Linked DNA regions of Sus scrofa: regions 1 and 3 are each linked to region 2. Evidence: chromatin contacts called from public HiChIP or PLAC-seq data. All regions are on one chromosome and are shown on one strand. Each heading gives the region's core, a stretch centred on a gene start, on an enhancer-like site or on the middle of the called end of the contact. The rest is flanking DNA. Distances are from core to core; before and after follow the strand shown. Region 1 overlaps MTSS1 (metastasis suppressor protein 1). Region 2 has its middle 99 kb from the start of MTSS1. Region 3 overlaps MTSS1 (metastasis suppressor protein 1).

The links. HiChIP or PLAC-seq counts read pairs in DNA pulled down with a chosen protein or histone mark.
Region 1: an H3K27ac HiChIP or PLAC-seq map of alveolar macrophages shows a contact between it and region 2. The contact joins two enhancer-like sites. A contact is called at or near these places in 1 of 47 Hi-C or Micro-C datasets (liver) and 2 of 2 datasets of contacts at active chromatin or transcription factors (alveolar macrophages and skeletal muscle).
Region 3: an H3K27ac HiChIP or PLAC-seq map of alveolar macrophages shows a contact between it and region 2. The contact joins two enhancer-like sites. A contact is called at or near these places in 2 of 2 datasets of contacts at active chromatin or transcription factors (alveolar macrophages and skeletal muscle).

The regions. Positions count from the first base shown.
Region 1 is chr4:14,979,342-14,983,089 of Sscrofa11.1, forward strand. All of the region lies in intron 3 of MTSS1 (metastasis suppressor protein 1), which reads left to right. Among named protein-coding and RNA genes, the nearest start is that of MTSS1, 48 kb to the left of the region's middle. Within about 2 kb of position 2,445, at least 20 of the 83 cell types and tissues checked have an H3K27ac peak or open chromatin away from gene starts, as enhancers often do. A contact at or near this core is called in alveolar macrophages, where this site is marked.
Region 2 is chr4:14,832,190-14,835,691 of Sscrofa11.1, forward strand. No RefSeq gene overlaps it. Among named protein-coding and RNA genes, the nearest start is that of MTSS1, 99 kb to the right of the region's middle. Within about 2 kb of position 1,987, at least 9 of the 83 cell types and tissues checked have an H3K27ac peak or open chromatin away from gene starts, as enhancers often do. A contact at or near this core is called in alveolar macrophages, where this site is marked.
Region 3 is chr4:15,087,750-15,091,270 of Sscrofa11.1, forward strand. MTSS1 (metastasis suppressor protein 1) reads left to right here. Exons shown (of 15, transcript XM_021088945.1): 9 at 424-521. Among named protein-coding and RNA genes, the nearest start is that of NDUFB9, 24 kb to the right of the region's middle. Within about 2 kb of position 2,027, at least 1 of the 83 cell types and tissues checked has an H3K27ac peak or open chromatin away from gene starts, as enhancers often do. A contact at or near this core is called in alveolar macrophages, where this site is marked.

The sequences.
Region 1 (3,748 bases), core at 1,195-3,694, 150 kb after region 2:
AATTATGGATATGAATTCCTTTTGCAAAATGACAAGATTGAACATTTCCTCCTGCCAGTATCCCAGCTGTCTCATTCTGATGCTCAACAAAGACTTTTTAGAGATTGTTTGTAATGGCCATGGTATCAGATACTTAAAAAAAAAAAATAAACTGCTGAAAAGAATGTCAAGTAGCTTACAGTTCATTTGTCTAGGAAAAGAAAACATAACGAAAGATTTGTGTTTGAATGGGGCTGTTTCTCCTCGTGTGATGCATTTGAGGTCTCAAAGGTTTTGGCCATCGCCACACACCAAAGGATCGTTGCTGTTCCCTGAAGCATCCTGCTGATGACTGAGGCAAAATTCCGTTTGTTCAGATGATCAGTGCTTGCGAAACCCGAGGCTCAGGTCACCTGGTCGCCCTCTGAGGAGCTGAGGCTCAGCCCTGGTTTGGTGATGGAGATGATGGCAGTGGTATCGCTCGCTCGTCCTCGCTGTGTGCCCTTGCTCATTTGTCAGGGCCTCTCCACATCCTCGGGGTGGCTTCTGTTATTCGCACCCCAGGAGGTGACCTGGGATCTGCTTCCAGAGCCTTCAGGCTTTTCAGCACCACGTTTCTATTGCCTCAGTCCTGAGTGCGTCTGCCCAGCCAGTCATTGCCATCTCAGTGAGATGGTTTCCAATGTATTCTGGATTGGCTGCCAGAGACGTTGACCCAGATGCGGTCCTTTGTATTAGAACCTGGGAGGAGGTGGTCTCACCTCTGGCCTCTAGCTGGGGTTTTCTAGACCAGAGATGGGCATGTGTTGTTGCATTCCTTTCCAGGCTGGCAAAGAAGATGGCGCTCTCGAAAATTCCCTCCCAAGTTTTGAGCTCAGGGCTTAGCGATTGTGTGTGTGTGTATGCACGTGTATGTGCTAATATTTGATAAAAGGTCACAGCCTGTTGAAAGACGTGTTTCTGCTCACAGTTCCTTGAATGAGGATGTTCTGAGTCACTGTCCCCTTTCCGTTTTAAAATTCAATTTTCTGTGTTTGAATTTTGAACACTTGCTTTTGAACCAAAGGCATTTGTGTATAAGAAACTGGACTGCTCTCCTTTTTTTTTTTTTTTGGCTTCCTTTAAATGGAGGTGCTGTAACATTAAACATGAATGCGCCAGGCTGAGGTCCCATGGAAATAAAATGGGCCAGAAAGTTCAGCGTACGGTTGATTGACTCCTTTAGGAATTATCAGGAGAGGGTCCCGGGTGGCCTGATGCTGTCAGAAGCTGAGGAGGGAAGGGTCAGGTTTTTTTTTTTTTTTTTTTTTTTTTTGTCTTTTTGCCATTTCTCGGGCCGCTCCCGCGGCATATGGAGGTTCCCAGGCTAGGGGTCTAATCGGAGCTGTAGCCACTGGCCTACACCAGAGCCACAGCAACACAGGATCCGAGCCGAGTCTGCAACCTACACCACAGCTCACGGCAACGCCGGATCGTTAACCCACTGAGCAAGGGCAGGGACCGAACCCGCAACCTCATGGTTCCTAGTCGGATTCGTTAACCACTGCGCCACGACAGGAACTCCCCGGAAGGGTCAGTTTTTAAAAAGTAAGACAAATGGTTAAGCCATATTTCTAAGCTCATCCCTTTCCCCCCATCTTTCTGTATTTTCTCTTTTGAAGAATAATTACAATATTTTTAAGTTACAGGTTTTCCATATAGTGATACACAATTTTTAAAGGTTGCACTCCATTTATAGTTGTTAGAAACTACTGGTTGTAATCCTTGTAGCTTATTTTATCCCTAATAGTCTGTACCTTTTACTCCTCTACCTGTGTATAGCTCCTCCCCCTTCCTTCCCACACCTGTAACTACTAGTTCATTCTGTACATCTGAGAGTCTGCTTCTTGTTTGTTATATTCACTAGTTTGTTGTATTTTTTTTAGATTCCACATATACGTAATATCATACAATATTTACCTTTCTAATTTATTTCACTTAGCATAATGCCCTCCAAGTCCATCCATGTGGCCCCACATGGCAAAATTGTGTTTTTTTATGGATGAATAGTATTCCAGTGTGTGTGTGTGTGTGTGTGTATAATACCACATATTTGTTATCCATCCATGGATGCTTTAGGTTGCTTCTATATCTTGGCTGCTCTAAGTAAAGCTTAAGCCATTTTTGTTTTCTTCAGGATGTGATTTAAGCTTCAGACACTCTCGTTTTGTTTGATTGTGTTCCATATAAATTTGGCATGAAATGCTGTCTGTGTCTAGTCACGGGGGCGGGGGGGTGTTTGTGCACATTCACCGGAGGAAGATGTCCTGGTCCTCGCCCCTCCCCACTCTTGCCCCCTCCTCTGAAACAGAGCTTGGCGGGCAGCTGCTTAGCTGGCCTTGCACTTAGCCCTTGGCCCAGGCAGCCCACTTCACCCTGTGCACTGTGTCTGGCCTCCTCCTTCCTGACTGCAGGCTTCATGCTGCCTCACAGGGGCCAAGACTGGCTGCTCCAGCCTCCTCTCTATGTTCTTACCCCATAAGAATGGAGGCTACAGGGAGAGGCTTGCAGCCAGCAGGGCTGAGCCCAGCACGAGGGAGGGAGGCTGCTGAAGACGGCGGTGGCACACACGGTAATAAGTGGCTTCCCCATCCTGCTTTCGCTCTGCATACACATAACCACAAAAATCAGTGCAGCATGAAATGGAAAAGTTCTTCTGGTGCAAACGTGCCTTTGTTGTTAGAGTTAAGAAATTGCAGAGCTTGCTGGTGAAGAACCTTTGATTTGGATTGAATGACAGCCTGTGCCTTTTGTTTTGTTTTTGTTTTTGTTTTTGTTTTGTGGTGTGACCTTTGGCAAGTTGCTTTCATCTCTGTGTACCTCAGTTTCCTCATCTGTGAAGTGGACTTGATTATGGCACCTATGTAGGGTTGCGGGGAAGAGCCTTTGAGAATAGGTGTGAAGGGCCTGGCCCCTCGTAGCCTGCAAGTGCTAAACTATTAGAGTGAAGAAAAAGCTCTTGTTTATCAGTGTGCACGAATGTGCCAGGCACTGTGCTGCAACATGCTTGATATAGAGTAGATCAATGAATCCTTATACAAGAGTTGTTCTGAGAGAGAGAGAGGGTGTTGATTTAAACTGAACAGTGGTCAGGCTGCCATTATCATTGAGATAATATGAAATATGTGTAGGATGGGTATATTTTCATTGTGGATGTTTTAAATACTTACACACACACACACACACACACACACACGCCAGCAATAACAACTGGGACTGGTGCAGAAGAGTCCCTTTCACGGGGAAATAGTTTCTCCGATGTGACCACCGCAGGAGTCCCGGGGTTGGCCCTTGTCTCTGCTGAAGAGGGGGGTGATGCCGAGTGGACACTTAGTGACTTGAGTTTATCATTTGCTCTTTCTTTAAAAGAACGCCCCGGCTCCCTGTGTTGTTTGAACACCACCGTTTGTGTAACGATTCCAAAGTCTAGCTTTTCACTTGGGAGGAGGCGGAACACAACGATCCTCTTCTCTAACACTGACCTTGGGCCTTTACCGCAGTGGGGGTGGGGGTGGTGAGGGGGGCCGGGGGTTCCTTTCTGCTCCGGCTCTGCCCCTTCCTCCCCAGGTAGCCTGGAATAAGATCGCTGACTTGTGTCCATGCGATTAGGCAGCTCCCTTCCTGCGGTCTAAAGAAACCACCCCTGTGGCCCAGAGGGTCTCTGTGGGCTGGCTTAGCTTTCCTCTTGGAGGACGGAGCGCTGGGGTTCGAATAGATGCAGAGCAGCCGC
Region 2 (3,502 bases), core at 737-3,236:
GTTTCCTGTGCTATGCAGTGGGTCCTTGTTGCTTACCTATTTTATGTATAGTAGCGTATATCTGTTAACCCCATACTCCTTCCACCCCTTTCCTCCCCTTCCTGTTTGGTAACTATAAGTTTGCTTCCTATGTCTGTCAGTCTGCTTCTGTTTTATAAATAAGTTCATTTGTATCGTTTTCTAGATTTCATATATAAGTGTTATGGTATTTGTCTTTCTCTGTCTGACTTAGTATGAGAATATCTAGGTCCATCCATGTTGCTACAAATAGCATTATTTCATTCTTTTTCATGGCTGAGTAATAATATATACATACATACATACATATACACCACATCTTTATCCATTCCTGTATTAGCGGACATTTAAGTTTCTTCCATGTCTTTGCTGTTATAAATAGTGCTGCAGTGAATATTGGGGTGCATGTATCTTTTCAAATTACAGTTTTCATTTTTCCAGATATATAGCAACTACACTTATAAGACTTAATTCCAAGAAGACAAAGGAATGGAATAATTGAAACAAGAATTTTTATTTCATTGTGGTTAGTAAGAATTACAAATAGGAAACGACATAAAAGACTATACAACTAGTTAAATAAGTTATGCTTTTTCATGTAGTGAAACAATCAAACTCTATACGGCCTTTAAATAGAATGGCATTCTTATAGACAGAAGATGAAGTGCCCATATCATTAAGTGGCAAAAGCAGATGGAGGAGGAAATGATACTTTTTTTGATGCTATTTGTATATAATGTTTGTGAATAGAAAAACTGGGGAAAGCTGGATACCCATGGCTAGGATTGTGAGAACTGTTGCTTTGTATTTTACACGTTTTTGTAGATTTTGAAAAATAATCACTGGTAAAGTAACTTTTATAATCAGAAAAAAAACATTTAGAGAGCCCAAGAGGCAGCCAGAGGGCCCTGGCTTGGGTCCCTCCAGCCCCGGCCCTGCCTCTACTCAAGGACTTACCCCTGGGAAAAGGCTGTCCCAGCCCACTTTCTGGGACAATTAAAACAATGGCGTTTTCTACAGCAATGTCAAGAGCAACCTCCAGAACAAACCTTGAGCTCACTTCCATTGCTGCTCAGGGAGCGGAGCGTGTGCAGGTCCTACAGCTCAGGGAGGGAAGCCGCACAGGGCGGGCCCTTGTGGGCCGGCTTCCCTGGCTTCCCCTTCCAAGGCCCCGCCCAGCTTTGTTCCAAAGGCACACCGCCTGTGGCTACTACTGTCCTTGGAACTCACCAGCTTCATCCACTGCCCCTGGCTAAGAGCTAATCAGGCCCAGGCAGGGTTCCAAAGCACCAGAAGAGAGGTGAGGGGGAAAGGGTGTTATTTTAACCCGAAAGATCCATGGGAAAGGAGGCATGTAGTAAAATGATACTGGCCAATATCTTATAAATGCCAGACCCTGTGTTGGTGAAGCCTCGGGGTCCGTGGCTCTGGACAAGAACCTGATCTCTAGGAATCCAGGGTTTTTCTTCTAGGAAATGACAAGGTAACGCCTATCCTTAGGGTTGCTGTGCACAGCAAAGAGGTTTGCACACCAAATGCTTCACTCAGTGCGGTAAGGAGCCATTGCTTTGCCATCCTTGTTGCAGTTACGCTCTGACATGCAGTGGTGATCTGCCATCTCTGCCTGCTCCCCACATCGTGCCAGCTGGTCCATCCCAATGGGCAGAGTGGCAGGGGCACCGTGGGACCCTCCTCCCCAGCACAGAGCAGATTCTTCCTCCCAGCCTCTGAGGAAACCACCCCCACTGACACCTTGACCTTGGACTTCCAGCCTCCAGAACTGTGAGATAACCAATTTCTCTTGTTTATGTCACCCAACTGTAGTACTTTATAAAGGCAGCCCCAGCAAACAGAGATGGTGGGGCGCTGTGAGAGAGGACAGACCTCTGCCTCTTGCCACCTGTGTGACTTTTGAGAAGTTACTGACTGTCACCAAGACTAGTTCCTTTTTCTGTGAAATGGGGTTTACATCAGTGACTGCCTCACGAGGCTGAGTGAGGCCTGGCATGAAATGCCCTAGATCCAGTCCTTGGCACAAAATGATCAGAACTAATCACAGATGTGCAAATTGGTTACCACTGGGGAACATAGGAGGCCCTGAAATTCGCTTTACGTTGCTTCACAAGTATGTGTTTTTCCTTCTCTTCAAAATACTAAACTGTCAGAGTTCCCGTCATGGCTCAGTGGTTAATGAATCCAACCAGGAACCAGGTTGAGGGTTCAATCTCTGGCCTCGCTCAGGGGGTTAAGGATCTGGTGTTGCTGTGGCTGTGGTGTAGGCTGGCAGCTGTAGCTCCTATTGGACCCCTAGCCTGGGAACATCCATATGCTGTGGAGTGGCCCTAGAAAAGACAAAAAATTTAAAAAAGTGAAAAAACCCAAAACTGAACTAAACTCTCTCTGGCAGGGAATGGTTCATCATACTGAATCCCCAGTGGCATCAGGGCAGTTGTCTCACTTATATAAATGCTCAACAGATATTTCTACTCAGATGTGTTCTGTGTTAGGATTGTATCAGAGTAAATTCTAAAGTAAAGACCTTAGAGTTCCGGTCATGGCTCAGTGGTAACGAATCTGACTAGTGTTTGATCCCTGGCCTTACTCAGTGAGTTAAGGATCCAGCATTGCCGTGAGCTGTGGTGTAGGTTGCAGACGTGGCTCGGATCTGATGTTACTGTGGCTGTGGCGTAGGCCGGCAGCTGTAGCTCCAATTGGACCCCCAGCCTGTAATGCTGTGGGCATTGCCCTAAAAGACAAAAAGAAACAAAGTAAGATCTTGACATCTTTGCATCCCCAGTCCCGGATGCCCCACCTAAGAAATGCACTGAACATTGATTGATTCCTATTGAATGAATGAGTGACCTTTACAGGGGACGTGGACTGGCCTGTAGGATAGTTGAATCTGTGGTAGGTAAGGTATGATGTTTCTATCTGGAAATAATTTTAGCCAATATCTGCTACCATCTTGACACCGTAGTAGACTAGAGTAACACAAAATAATAAGCTAGGGATTGTTGAAAGTTTCCCATGTCAGGTCCTGGGCTTCATGGGGTTTCTCCCTTGCCTTCCTCATGATAGCATTATGGAGTAACTGTCTCCATTTTGCCAGCATGAAAACTGAGGCTGAGAGTCTCCCAACAGTCAGGAAGGGAGAGTCAGGATTTAACCTCCGGCAGTCTGATCCCAAGGTCCACACCCCTCCCCGTTGTGGCTCACTCCCTTCCTCTTGCTCTGGAAGCAGAACCCTGTCAAGGCTCTTAGAGTCTAGATCTAGAGACACTGAGAGGCCAGGCAGAGACGAAAAGTAGCTAATCCAATACCCTCTAAGAAAGTGAACCTGAGACCCAGGGAAGGCATGTGACTAGCCTTGCAATGAGAAAGCGACCCAACTGGGACATGCACCCAGGTCTCCTCCCCCTCCCCCAAGACTGATGTGACCAGGCGGGAGTGGGGGCTTGGGCCCCAATGGGTCGTTCAGCCAGAC
Region 3 (3,521 bases), core at 777-3,276, 260 kb after region 2:
TTTGCTTGTCTCAGAATAAGGAATATAGTTTTAATGGATTGGTACTATGATTCTTTAATTTTTTTTTTTTTGGTCTTTTTAGGGCCGCACCTGAGGCATATGGAAATTCTCAGGCTAAGTACCAAATCGGAGCTGTAGCTGCCAACCTACACCACAGCCATAGCAACACCGGATCCTTAACCCACTGAACAAGGCCAGGGATTGAACCCATGGCCTCATGGATACAAGTCGGGTTCGTTAACCTCTGAGCCATGACAGGAACTCCATGATTCTTTAATTTTTAAAACAATTCTTAACATTTTTTTCTTTGATCGCCACTCCTCAATGATGGCAAAATTTCAGTGTTACAATGGGTATAAAGATTTGATGGATAACATTTCCCTTCTCGGCACATTGCTCACCCTCCTGGCTCTGTCCCCATAGGTGATTTTGGACTTGAAAGGTTCTGATTACAGTTGGTCGTACCAGACACCACCCTCCTCCCCCAGCACCACCATGTCCCGCAAATCCAGTGTCTGCAGGTAAGTGAAGGCGGGCTGGGCTGCTGCTTTAGGGACCAGGCATTTTTCTTGACGCACATGTGAGTGCTGAGCTCCAGAATGGCTCATTTTAACAGGAGATGTTGATATGATCGGGTGAGAGGATCTCATCTTGATTTGGGGCTCTCTCTTGAGTCTCCAGTTTAGTCAGAAGGAAGAAATCCCACGAGGCTTTAGACGAGCGGACACAGCTTTCTCAGTGTGCACTGTATGGGTTTTCCCATTTCATGAATTTTCCTATTGGGCCCAGTAAAAACCACATGGGCTGCAAAAGGGCAAAGAGGTTGGTTCTTGTGCGGGCTCATCTCATCATTGCCAGAACAAATGAAGGCAGTAACAGTGGCTCAGGCCCTCATTTCCCCCCAAATTTAGGCTCAGGGCTTCGTAGAGTGAATAGAATTCTCAATCTGTTCACCAGCAGCAGCAGCAGCAGCCTGTTATTAGTGTTACCTACCGACTCACAGTGAGAATCCATTGGAATAGTTTGCCATTTGCAAGGCTGGTTTTTGGCAGTTTTCTGTCCAAGACCATTCTTGGCTTGCTGACTGCCAAGTTTATTCTCTTCTGGAAGGGTAGAAACATCTTCATGCCTCACTTTTCTTGGTCTACCACACCTGCTCATCTTTTTCTTTGACTTTTCAAAGCCAAATGAATTTCCACGTCCTGTAAATTAGCACTAAGAGGAAAGAGCAGGATGGATTTGCAGAATCCATGTATGGCAACATGTGCGTGTGTGTGTGTGTGTGTGTGTGTGTGTGTGTGTGTGTAGTCTTTTCTTTTTGAGCTCGTGTACTGTACACGGAGCGGGAAGTTTCAGATTTAGGATGCTCCATCCTGACTTCTGCAACCTGCAAATGTTGGCTGCCTTCTTCTTGTCGTCTTTTTATTATTTGTTTTTTATTTTTTTTTTGTCTTTTTAGGCATATGGAGGTTCCCAGGCTAGGGGTCAAATCAGAGCTGTAGCTGCCGGCCTACACCATAGCCACAGCAATGCGAGATCCGAGCCGCATCTGCAATCTACACCACAGCTCTCGGCAACGCCAGATCCTTAACCCACTGAGCAAGGCTAGGGATCAAACCCACATCCTCATGGATGCTAGTCAGATTTGTTTCCTCTGAGCCACAGCAGGAACTCCGTGTCATCTTTTGTGGCCTGTGTGAGTGTGACACATGTATTTAGGTTTTTTTATTGAGGGGTTTCTTTTCTTTAGTGGCCAAGAAAACTGTCTTCTCAGTCTAAAAGAAAGCTACAGGAGTATCTTTTCTTTCTTATAGTTTCAGTTTCAATAGAAAATCATGCTGCGTGGACACCATCAGCTCTGAGCTTGCTGCAGCGGACTTGCAATGAGCTTTGCTGTCAGTCTCCAAATGCCCTTTTCTGGCTGACGGGACAGGAAAAGCCACAGTCATGATAACTATCCCCCGTAGCAGTGACTTCCCCCAGAAGAGTCCCCTGTATCTGTAGGAATATTCACACAAGTAATTCTAGTGTGGAACAGTCACACGGCCCTTGACTGCCTTGTTAGCTGTCAGAGTTTGTGAAATTTGACATGTGTCTCTTGCGCAGTTAGCAGCAGAAACCACAAACTTTCTAATCCCAGGCTGGGTTATTTATTTCACACCTTTTTTTCTTTTTTTGGTCTTTTTTTTTTTTTTTTTGCCTTTTCTAGGGCCACTCCCATGGCACATGGAGGTTACCAGGCTAGGAGTCGAATCGGAGCTGTAGCCGCCGGCCTACGCCAGAGCCACAGCAACTAGGGGTCCAAACCACATCTGCAACCTACACCACAGCTCACGGCAACGCCGGATCCTTAACCCACTGAGCAAGGCCAGGGATCGAACCCGTAACCTCATGGTACCTAGTCGGGTTCGTTAACCACTGTGGCATGACCAGAACTCCTATTTCACACCTTCTGATGCTTCTACCAGCTGCCCCATCTGTGTCAGCTCTGCTTGTTTGGACCACGCGGCTTTGTGTAGTTTTCTGGGTTTCATCATGTGAGTGATCAGACAGAGTGTACAACGTATTGCTTAGGATTGGAAGCAGGATGCAGACAGAGCACCAGCGGGCACGTGTCACTTTCCAGCATCCTGTTTACTGTCCCTCCTCGGAAGCAAACAGCGTAGATTGATGGCCTTTAGTCTTGCCAGGTGTTTTCTGATGCCAGGCCTATAGGTATTTTAATAGAGAAACACCTGTGGCCAAGCCATTTAGTAAAGCACCAACTTTGTTAATAAAATCTGAAACACATGAATGCAAACACAGGGTTGCTTTGCTGGTGTTCTGTGCGGGGTTCTTGTGCAAGGCTTCCTTAGGATTAAATCACCTCAAGGAGTCTCTTGGTGCAAAGTGATGGTTGGCTGCGGTGACCTTGGTCTCCTGGGCCCGGGTGGTCCATCTAAGGGAGATACTTGCGTGTTCCAGCTGGGTCATGCTGCAGCCTTTGTGGTTTCGGCTTCAGGGCCGTGGTTTTGGTGAGCAGATGAGATGAGCCCTAATTCTTTTCATGCCACAGACAGTGGGGTCCTCTGGCTTGGCGATAGGTGACACAGCAGAATTGGGCATCACTGAACTCTTTTATTTTTTTTTAAGACATCTGCTTCCTGGAGTTCCCGTCATGGCTCAGTGGTTAACGAATCCAACTAGGAACCATGGGGTTGCTGATTCAATCCCTGGCCTTGCTCAGTGGGTTAAGGATCTGGCATTGCTGTGGTGTGGGTCGCAGACGCGGCTCGGATCCTGCGTTGCTGTGGCTGTGGCGTAGGCCGGCAGCTACAGCTCTGATTTGACCCCTAGCCTAGGAACTTCCATATGCCACCAGAGCAGCCCTAGAAATGGTAAAAAGACCAAAAAAAAAAAAAAAGAGAGAGAGACATCTGCTTCCTATTTTTTATTAGAGTATAGTTGATTTACAGTGTTGTGTCAATTTCTGCTGTACAGCAAAGTGACCCAGACACATACACCCCCACACACACCCCTTT